Linked DNA regions of Mus musculus: all the other regions are linked to region 2. The links are chromatin contacts, called in public HiChIP or PLAC-seq maps. All regions are on one chromosome and are shown on one strand. The core of a region is the stretch at or near the end of the contact, and the rest is flanking DNA. Distances in the headings are between cores, read along the strand shown. Region 1 holds the start of Etfrf1 (electron transfer flavoprotein regulatory factor 1). Region 2 holds the start of Etnk1 (ethanolamine kinase 1). Region 3 overlaps Casc1 (cancer susceptibility candidate 1).

Region 1 (2,700 bases), core at 22-2,521, 2.0 Mb before region 2:
TCAGATTTCCCCATACCAGAGGTTGTGCGACCATACGCCTTTAGATGGTACAGGTACATGACAGGAGAGAGGGGCTAGTACAACCCGTGTCAAGATGAAGAGATGCCAGAAAGCAGCCCTCTTATTACTCACAAATCCTGCCCAGGGACTAGAGGACATCAAAACTCAAAAAAGCATGCACAGAGTCTTGAACCATGGGATCTAACACATCTCTACTATTAGTTTTCCTCTTAGGAGAGAAGTTGATAATGACACAGTGATTTTGAGTAAGGCCATTTCTCCTGAGTCACCATGTTAATTACTGTACTTCCACACCACTTCCTAGTTTAGTCTGAGGTTTTCTGTCACTAAACACTAGTAGTTGCTTTGTTGAATAATTCAAAACAAAGGCTACCTTCCATACCTCAACAGCTAAGATAAAACAAATTTGAATTTATATGCAGTAGGTGTTAAGTTTTTATCTCATTACCAAGGTTCGGAGGGCAGTAAGGTCTTAAGTGTTGTGCAACCAATGACCTTAACCCACAAAAACTAGCTGTCAGTCCTACTGAACAGAACATTTAGTTTATGTAAGGGACAGAGCATTAGTACTCTATCTTGGGTTAGACGGGCCGTAAGCTGGGGTTGGGTTAAAGAACTGTCTCCATTCCTCTACGTCTCAAGTGCCTTTTCTTATGGAGAAGGGCTGAAATTCTGCAGGCTGCCACAACAGTACAGCGCTCCGTGACCTTGGGACAACAATGGCTTACTGGTTCTTAGAAGTCACGTTAAACTAGTGTGTGAGCAGCTCTTGAGAAGGGCGAATGCTTTGCATAGAAACTAAACTCCCACGATCAGTGAAGAATCTGTACTACTTTAATATCAAGGTAGCGACCCTCTTGGAGCTCGCCTTTGTGGCCAGATGACTCCCTGGGGGACCCGCCCGGAACCTATGGCTTCACCTAGTCGTGAGCTGGCGCCATTCCCCAGATCCCCCGGGAAGGGCTCGTCCAGACGCAAAAGAAGCGAGGAAGAAACCTTTTTACAAGGCTGGCCGTGGCGGGCCTCGGCTATAACCCCAGCTCTCAGGAGGAAGCTGAGGGATGCCCGCGAGTTCCAGGTCAGCCTGCGTTTCAGTGTGAGACGCAGCTCTCCCCACGCCCGGAAGCCCTCGCCTAAGGCATACTTCACCACCAGCAGGTCTGGGGTCCAGACGACAGCTTGCTCAGACCGCCTCACTCCAGCGCTTTGCGGCACCACGGCCGTAAATGCTCCGACCGTCTGCCGGAAGTGGGCGGAGCTGAGAGGCGGGGGTGGGCTCAGGGCGGGACTACAGGCAGCAGTGTATGGGACTCGAGGCCGCTTTCTTTGCTGGGGCGGGGCATCAGGCGGAAATGGGCGGGATTAGGTAAAAGCCGCGATGTGGGCGTACCTTATGTGGGAAGTGTGGCTTGTGTAACCAGTCTACGACTTGGGCAGTACTCACCGGAAGACTACAGTGCGATTGCGCAGGTTGTCCTTCGCAAAACACTGGGAGTTGTGAGTGGGCGTGGCCTGTCGTCTTGACAACCGTGAGCGTTCCTGCTCTGCAGAGTTCACTTATCCCTAAGCAAAGTTCCTGCTTCTGTCATGGTAAGCCAGGAAAGTGAGGGAGACAGGAAAGGGGCAAGTGCGGATTCCACTTCAGCGCTGTCGAGGGAGGGCAGGCAGACAGGGGCAGTGCGATCCAGAGGTGGCGAGATCCAGATCTTTGCAGTGACTAAACTTTACTAGCTTCCGGTGATGTACATTCCCACTTTGGCTCTGACTGCCTTGTCAGAAAAGTTTTCATTCCAACGCAGAACAATATGGAGCAAATTTCGTGTGTTGTTTCCCATTCTCCATCAAGAGATCATCAATTATCACACTCGTTGAGGGGAGATTCAGAGTGCATTATTTGTGTTTGCTGGCTGGAAGCCAGAGACACACAAAGGAGAATATTACAGCCCTCCGGCTCTGTCAGTTAAGCAGAATATCAGACACAAGCTTTACCAAGGTAACAGCTGGTGTATCTAAAGCGGAGTAATCAAGCTATTAAGGGTAGGAGAGAAGAAAAGATTGGTGCTTTTCAGTCTCTTTTAAGATATAAGTATGTATTTTCTGTAAGTGGTGGGAAGAAATGGGTAGTGAAGGCCTCCCCTGGCAAGACCCCCAATGGGTCATCAGCCAAGTTAAGACTGCTGGCAAATTACAAGAACAAGCACGTATTTGCTACATCGAAAGGTGGATTTAATTTCTTTTTCCTATCTACATAGCACTGTTTCTCAAAGACTTCCAAGCCATTTGGGGGAATATTTAAAATGTAGATTCCAGGAGGTTGCAGCTTCAAACCTAACTGTATCATGGGGCTTCCAGGAAACAAAGTACCATAAACATGTTTGCTTAAACAGTAGAAACTGCTTACCTCACCATTCTGGAGACTGAACATCTGGGGTCAGGGTGTCAGCATGGGGGCAGGGATTTATTCAGATCTCTCTTCTACTTCTAAATAGTTCTTTAGTGTGTAGCAGTGTAAACTCATTTTTTTCATACGATGCTTATTTTCTTCATGAGGGTCTGTATCCAAGATTCCTCTTTGTAACCTGTACCAGCCATATTGAGCCAGAGGCCTGTCCAGTTCCAGTATCAGCTCTTCTTAATTGGGTGAAATAATTACAGACCCTTTTCATAAGCAGGTCAAAC
Region 2 (2,700 bases), core at 27-2,526:
CAGAACACTTCTAACAAGAATCGAAACTAAAACTCATAAAAGCCCCCAAGTGTCAGGAACTGCTCTGGGGCCTAGACACTACTCATGTTTTAATTATACTAAAAAAAAAATTTAGCAAAAAACTTAAATCAATAAATCCTGTATAAACCCCCAACAATGTATTGGAGTCATCAAAATGACAGACGTCTTGAATAATACAAATTACTGCTCAAATCTAAAACAATCCCAAACCGTTAAAATTTTACTAATTTGGCTTGTTTGCAAGGAAAAAGGAAATTCACCTTAGTAATCCTACAAGCTGTGCACTGAAAAAACTATAACCAATTACACCAGATAAATTGTGGGTATGGTGGATCATAACTTGCAAGTGCCTTTTTTTTTTCCTAATCCTAGCTTTTCGGGGGTAGGGGTATCCTTCTGAGAATTTTTGTCTTTAAAGCCACTGACTCACGAAAATATTCCCAGGCCACTGCTCACTCCAACCCTGAGCATTAATTCTTCTAAGACTTTACAAATTTAGAAACCTTCCAATTCAAGCCTTCCTATAACGCACGGCATAGCGTTCCCTAGCATCCTGGCGTGGGCAGCAGCAGGTCCCCGGTCATTCCGCTTTGGAAAGGAGTTGTTCTCCCGCGGCTCGGAGATGGGGATGTGGGAAGATCTCGGGCTGGATAAGGCAGGGATGGGAGGGAAGCGCAGGGGAGGGAGGGCAGCGGAGAGGACCGCGGGAGGCGGATGGGCTGCGGGGTCTGGGAGGAGAGGCATGACGAGGGCCGCGGCAGCCATCCCCGGGAGCCTCTTCAGGGGCCGGGCAGACGTCGCTGACGCGGCGGCTTCGGGAAGGAAACCCGGTGCCCGTCCGGCCTCACCTGCAGGGTCACCTCCCGGGGGTCCCAGTGCGGCCGCAGGTGCCGCAGCAGGCTCAGGGCGCCGTCGCGGCAGCGCTGCTCCTCCTGGTCCTGCACCGTCACGTCGAGCTTCGGCACCTCGGGCGAGCCGGGCGGGACGTGGATGTAATTGGCCATGGCCCAGGCGACGGCGGACACGACCACGACGACCACGGCGACGGCGACCACGAGCGCGGCGGGCGCCGGCAGGCTGCTGGACCCTTCCGTCCCGGGGCGCCCTCGGCGGAGGGCTGCGGCCGCTCGGACGCACGGGCGGGCGGCGGGGGCAACCGGGCGGCCGGACGGGGTGCGCAGTGCAGAGACGCGGAGGCACGGCCGCTCTCGGGAAGATGCCTCAGTGCGCTAGACCGCGGGCGGCCGCGAAGCATGCCGGGACTGGCCTGACGCTAGCGTCACGCCGGGGGCGGAGCCTCGGCTGCGTCAGGCGGCTGGCGGGGTGGCGAACCCCGCGGCACAATGGGCGGGCCTCGGGGCTCTTGGGGATCGGGGTCTCGGGGAGCGCGCACCGCCAGGCACTCCGCTACTGTGGGGTTGGCTGGGCTCCTGCACCCGAAGGAGTCCGAGCGCGGCCGAGCCCAGCCGGAGCGCTTACGAGCCTTGCCGAACACTGCCGAGCCCTGCCGGAGCACTGTCGAGCTTTGCCGAGCCCTACCGGGGCTCTAACGAGCCTTGCCCGAGCGCTACCGGAGCCCTACCGAATTCTGCCGAGCTCTGCCGGAGCGCTGTCGAGCTCTGCCGAGCCCTTTCGAACTCTACCGATGAGCTGTGGAGTGCTACCCAGCCCTGTCAGGAGTCAAGGAAGCGTCACCTTTCTAGATCACTAGGGTCGTGGGCTCTGCTTACTTAGGGCTGACGTTCTTACGGGACGCAGAAGGCACGTCCTGAAATAACCCTAAATTTAAGCTGTGAGCTTAGCCTGGCCTCAACCGGCCAAGCTGGATTAATTTGCTCGCCTTGTTCCTGAAGCTGTGTGCACAGAACTACATGCTTGCTTGGTTCAGCAACCCAGTTCCCTTTGACGGTACATAGAAATCACAGTATTTGGGGCAAACTTTACGTAAAGTGAGAGTAAACCGGTGACAGTGGTGTGATGACCTATACCTGTCCTAGTTCTCAGGTGCCTAAGGCAGGATTGCCACGAGTTCCAAACCAGCCGGGCTACATAGTGAGTTCCAGGTTTGCCCGGGATATACTTAGTCATCAGCCGACCGATAATAGACGACTGAAACACTCATTTTAAGGGTCAGATAGTTGACGTTGCTGAGAATTATTCAAAGCCGGTTATATAAGGTAGAGACTCGGAGGGAATTGGAAGGAAAGAAAATTAGATCTGTCATGCTAAATCATAGCGCGTCCTGGGACTCGCACGGCTACATGAAACCTCCTGTATCAGAAAGGCTCTGCTCTTTGCTTGTTAGAGAAATACTGGCAACCGGATCATCTACAAGTTTTTGGTCCGCCCTTGTGCTTTCCTTTTATGACGGAGACAATGGAGGTGACTTTCACCTTGACTTCTGGCCTCCCCGGGGCTGAGTACAAGTGAATAACTTGTGAATGATCAAATGTTGTATTACCCATTAGCACACATTTATGTTCTCATTGTTCTGAATGAGGCTACATACCTTTGTAAGTCACAAATAAGTCTGAGATAATGATAAACTTCCTACACTAAAAAGTGGGAAATCCACTCCTGCATTTTTGCAACATTGTAAATTTATTGACCATTTTCCAGACTTGAGTATGTGTTTTTAAAAACCACTATGTAGCCCAGCAGTGGTGGTGAACGCCTTTA
Region 3 (2,700 bases), core at 168-2,667, 2.0 Mb before region 2:
GTTGGTTTTAGTTGGTGGGGTTGTGCCCATGAGTGCAGTGTCAGGGGCGGCCAGGGAGGGCATAGCAGCCCCTGGGGCTGAAGGCGCAGGTGAGTTTGAGCTGCTTCATTCAGGTTCTGAGAAACAACTCAGGCCCTCTGGAAGGACAGCACGTGCTCTTGCCTGCTCTGAGCAATCCCCGGATCCTGGAAATACTTTACATTAAAAGCGTAAGCCTGTGAATTCATAACAACAGCGGCAGGACCTGTGTGTGTTAGGGTCTCACACCTGTCCCAGCAGGTGTTTGACTTACTCTCTGAACTTGGAAGGACCACGCTTAATCCTGACTTAGTCTTAATGGCCTTAGAGAATGTGGCTAACCACGCCTGTCTGCTTTCTATTACCATTGAATGCTGCCCTGGGTAGATTCCAGTTGGTGTGATGATTGGCGGAGCATCCTGTGGCATACCCAGATAGATCTCAGAACCCCGAAGCAGGCAGTTGCCAGGAGCCTCATACGCTTTCCCAGAGCTTGTGAAGGCAGGCTGGGAGTTGGGATAGGAAACACTTTACACTGAGAATGTGGGGAGATGAGAGAGGGGCCATTTCCAGGAGGCCCCCTCTCAACATATTAGGCATGTGTGCTGTTGCTGTCATACCTCCAGCCTGACAGCACTTGACATGGTAAGGAGGACATGTGCAGGATGTCCACAGAGGCAAAAGTGCCCAGGCAGGATCTGAGTTAGAGCCTTTGATGGGTGGGGTCTTGCTCTCTGTTGCACCCTACCCCCACCCCCACTTGTCCCAATTTTCCGTTAATGGCTCTGAGAGTTTTAGCATAGAGGGGCTGCCACCCTCCTCACCTGTACCTTTAGACTCACCCCTTTCCTCGCCAAACTGGACATTACTTAAAGCCCTCTACCCCCTCACTATGAATCTAAGCACTGTGAGCAGTGACCACAACCAGCCTGGCTGTTTCTGTCTTAAAATGTCAATGTAGTTCAGTACTTTTGGATCCAGCCTCATTCAAACTTTTAGGAAATCCTATGCCAGGATATGACATCATCAGCTTCTAGCCTAGTTCCCAGGACAACGGCTCCTCCTCCTCCTCCTCCTCCTCCTCCTCCTCCTCCTCCTCCTCCTCCTCCTCCTCCTCCTCCTCCTCCTCCTCTTCCTCTCTGAAGCCTCATGCTGTACCCTGTCTGAAAAGCCATACACTCTACTGATTTCTCATTATTGTCTTCTACCAAACTTCCACCCGGACAGCCACTGAGCTCTTGCTTACAGAATTCTAGGGCTCTTGTGGCTTATGGCTCTAGGCTGTTTCCGTATTCGCCCCAAATCAGTTCTAAAACTATGGTCGCGCGACCAGGATGCTCATGGTGACAAAGCTGTGATCACGTGGCTAGGATGCTCGGTGACAGCTATGATCATGCGGCCAGGTTGCTCGCGGTGACAAAGCTATGATCACGTGGCCAGGTTGCTCGCAGTGACATCGCTGCGCCTCAATACTGCGTTTTCTATGTACTTTCATTTTTCACTGATGTGGCAAATAGCAGGCAGAGACAACTTAGGGAAAGAAGGGATTGTATAGGTTCATGGCATGACGGGATGCAGTGTATCACGGGAGCAGCGGGAGCGCGAGGTAGCGATACACGGGGTTTCTGCAGCCAGACAGCAGAGACTGTGAACGTCCATGTTCAGCTCTCTCTCTCTTCTCTTTCTGTTTAGGTTGTGACATCATCTCACAGAATCGCAAGTCCATGTTCAGGGTGGGATCTAGTCAAGTTGAGAGTGAAGAGTAATGTAAATTGAAAATTCTCTGACATTAAATGACAGTGTAGGTTTCTTTTTTCATGAGCTTATTAAGAAGTTGGCCACTAGAGGGCTCTTAATACCGACTCTTAATTGATTTGAATGGCTTTTAAAAATATTGTAAATATTTAAAAAAATATTTAACAATAAAAATATTTAAATGTTTAATATATTTTAAAATACCATAAACATTCTAAGTTGTTTATAGCACAACATGTTTAGAAAGGGCTAATTTGAGTAGGGCATAATTAATGAGAAATTATTCAAAGTAGAACATTTAAAATAGTAGTTTCAAAAATATTTTACTACCCTGAGGAACAAGCAGATAGATGGACATGGGTCTTTGAATTGAAAGTTAAGTTTCGAAGTGTCTCTCTCATTAAGGGACTGAACTGGCCTGGAAATGTAACTCAGCGACAGATGCTTGGCCGGTGTGGATGAGGCCCTGGCTTAAATCCCCAGTCCTTCCAAAAGAAAAACTGAACAAGCATGCATAAGAAAATTCCACATGTACACTCAAGAGCATGCATGCACACATGTGCATGCCTGAATGTGTATACACACATTACATTCACACAGAGGCATACATGCCCAAACATGCTCATACTACACACGCATACACACACACACACACACACACACACACACACACACACACACACACACACACACACACACACACACAGTCTAACTCTCAGGTGAAATCTGCTATAAGAAACTCAGCCTGATGTTGCCTTTCTTTGGTTGTGTCTGTTTGGTCCTAGAGAGTGAACCTAAGACTCCATGTGGCCTCAGGGTTCTACCATTGAATGATCTTGGGGGCTTTGTTTGTTTGCTTTGTTGTTGTTTCTCTGGATTTAGGGGGTTTGACACAGCATCTTATGTAACCCAGCTGGCCTCAAATGG

Evidence for each region. HiChIP or PLAC-seq counts read pairs in DNA pulled down with a chosen protein or histone mark.
Region 1: a contact with region 2 is called in an H3K27ac HiChIP or PLAC-seq map of differentiating embryonic stem cells, with 10 times the contacts expected there. The contact joins the promoter of Etfrf1 here to the promoter of Etnk1 in region 2. A contact is called at or near these places in 10 of 39 promoter capture datasets (3T3-L1-derived adipocytes, the C10 cell line, the HPC-7 cell line and 6 more), 8 of 115 datasets of contacts at active chromatin or transcription factors (the NIH/3T3 cell line, astrocytes, differentiating embryonic stem cells and 5 more) and 2 of 9 other capture datasets (adipose tissue and liver).
Region 3: an H3K4me3 HiChIP or PLAC-seq map of embryonic forebrain shows a contact between it and region 2, with 6 times the contacts expected there. The contact joins the enhancer-like site here to the promoter of Etnk1 in region 2. A contact is called at or near these places in 1 of 39 promoter capture datasets (cranial neural crest) and 8 of 115 datasets of contacts at active chromatin or transcription factors (embryonic forebrain, embryonic hindbrain, embryonic stem cells and 4 more).

What each region holds. Positions count from the first base shown.
Region 1 is chr6:145,209,718-145,212,417 of GRCm38.p6, reverse strand. Etfrf1 (electron transfer flavoprotein regulatory factor 1) reads right to left here and starts at 1,271. Exons shown (of 3, transcript NM_133688.3): 1 at 1,166-1,271. Casc1 (cancer susceptibility candidate 1) reads left to right here and starts at 1,448. Exons shown (of 16, transcript NM_177222.4): 1 at 1,448-1,611. The coding sequence starts at 1,609.
Region 2 is chr6:143,165,806-143,168,505 of GRCm38.p6, reverse strand. It overlaps Etnk1 (ethanolamine kinase 1), which reads right to left and starts at 1,276. Exons shown (of 8, transcript NM_029250.2): 1 at 870-1,276. The coding sequence starts at 1,025.
Region 3 is chr6:145,186,423-145,189,122 of GRCm38.p6, reverse strand. The region is part of intron 9 of Casc1 (cancer susceptibility candidate 1); the gene reads left to right. It overlaps Gm15543 (predicted gene 15543), which reads right to left. Exons shown (of 2, transcript NR_157240.1): 2 at 1,493-1,758. Among named protein-coding and RNA genes, the nearest start is that of Gm15543, 5.5 kb to the right of the region's middle. Within about 2 kb of position 1,417, at least 129 of the 459 cell types and tissues checked have an H3K27ac peak or open chromatin away from gene starts, as enhancers often do. A contact at or near this core is called in embryonic forebrain, where this site is marked.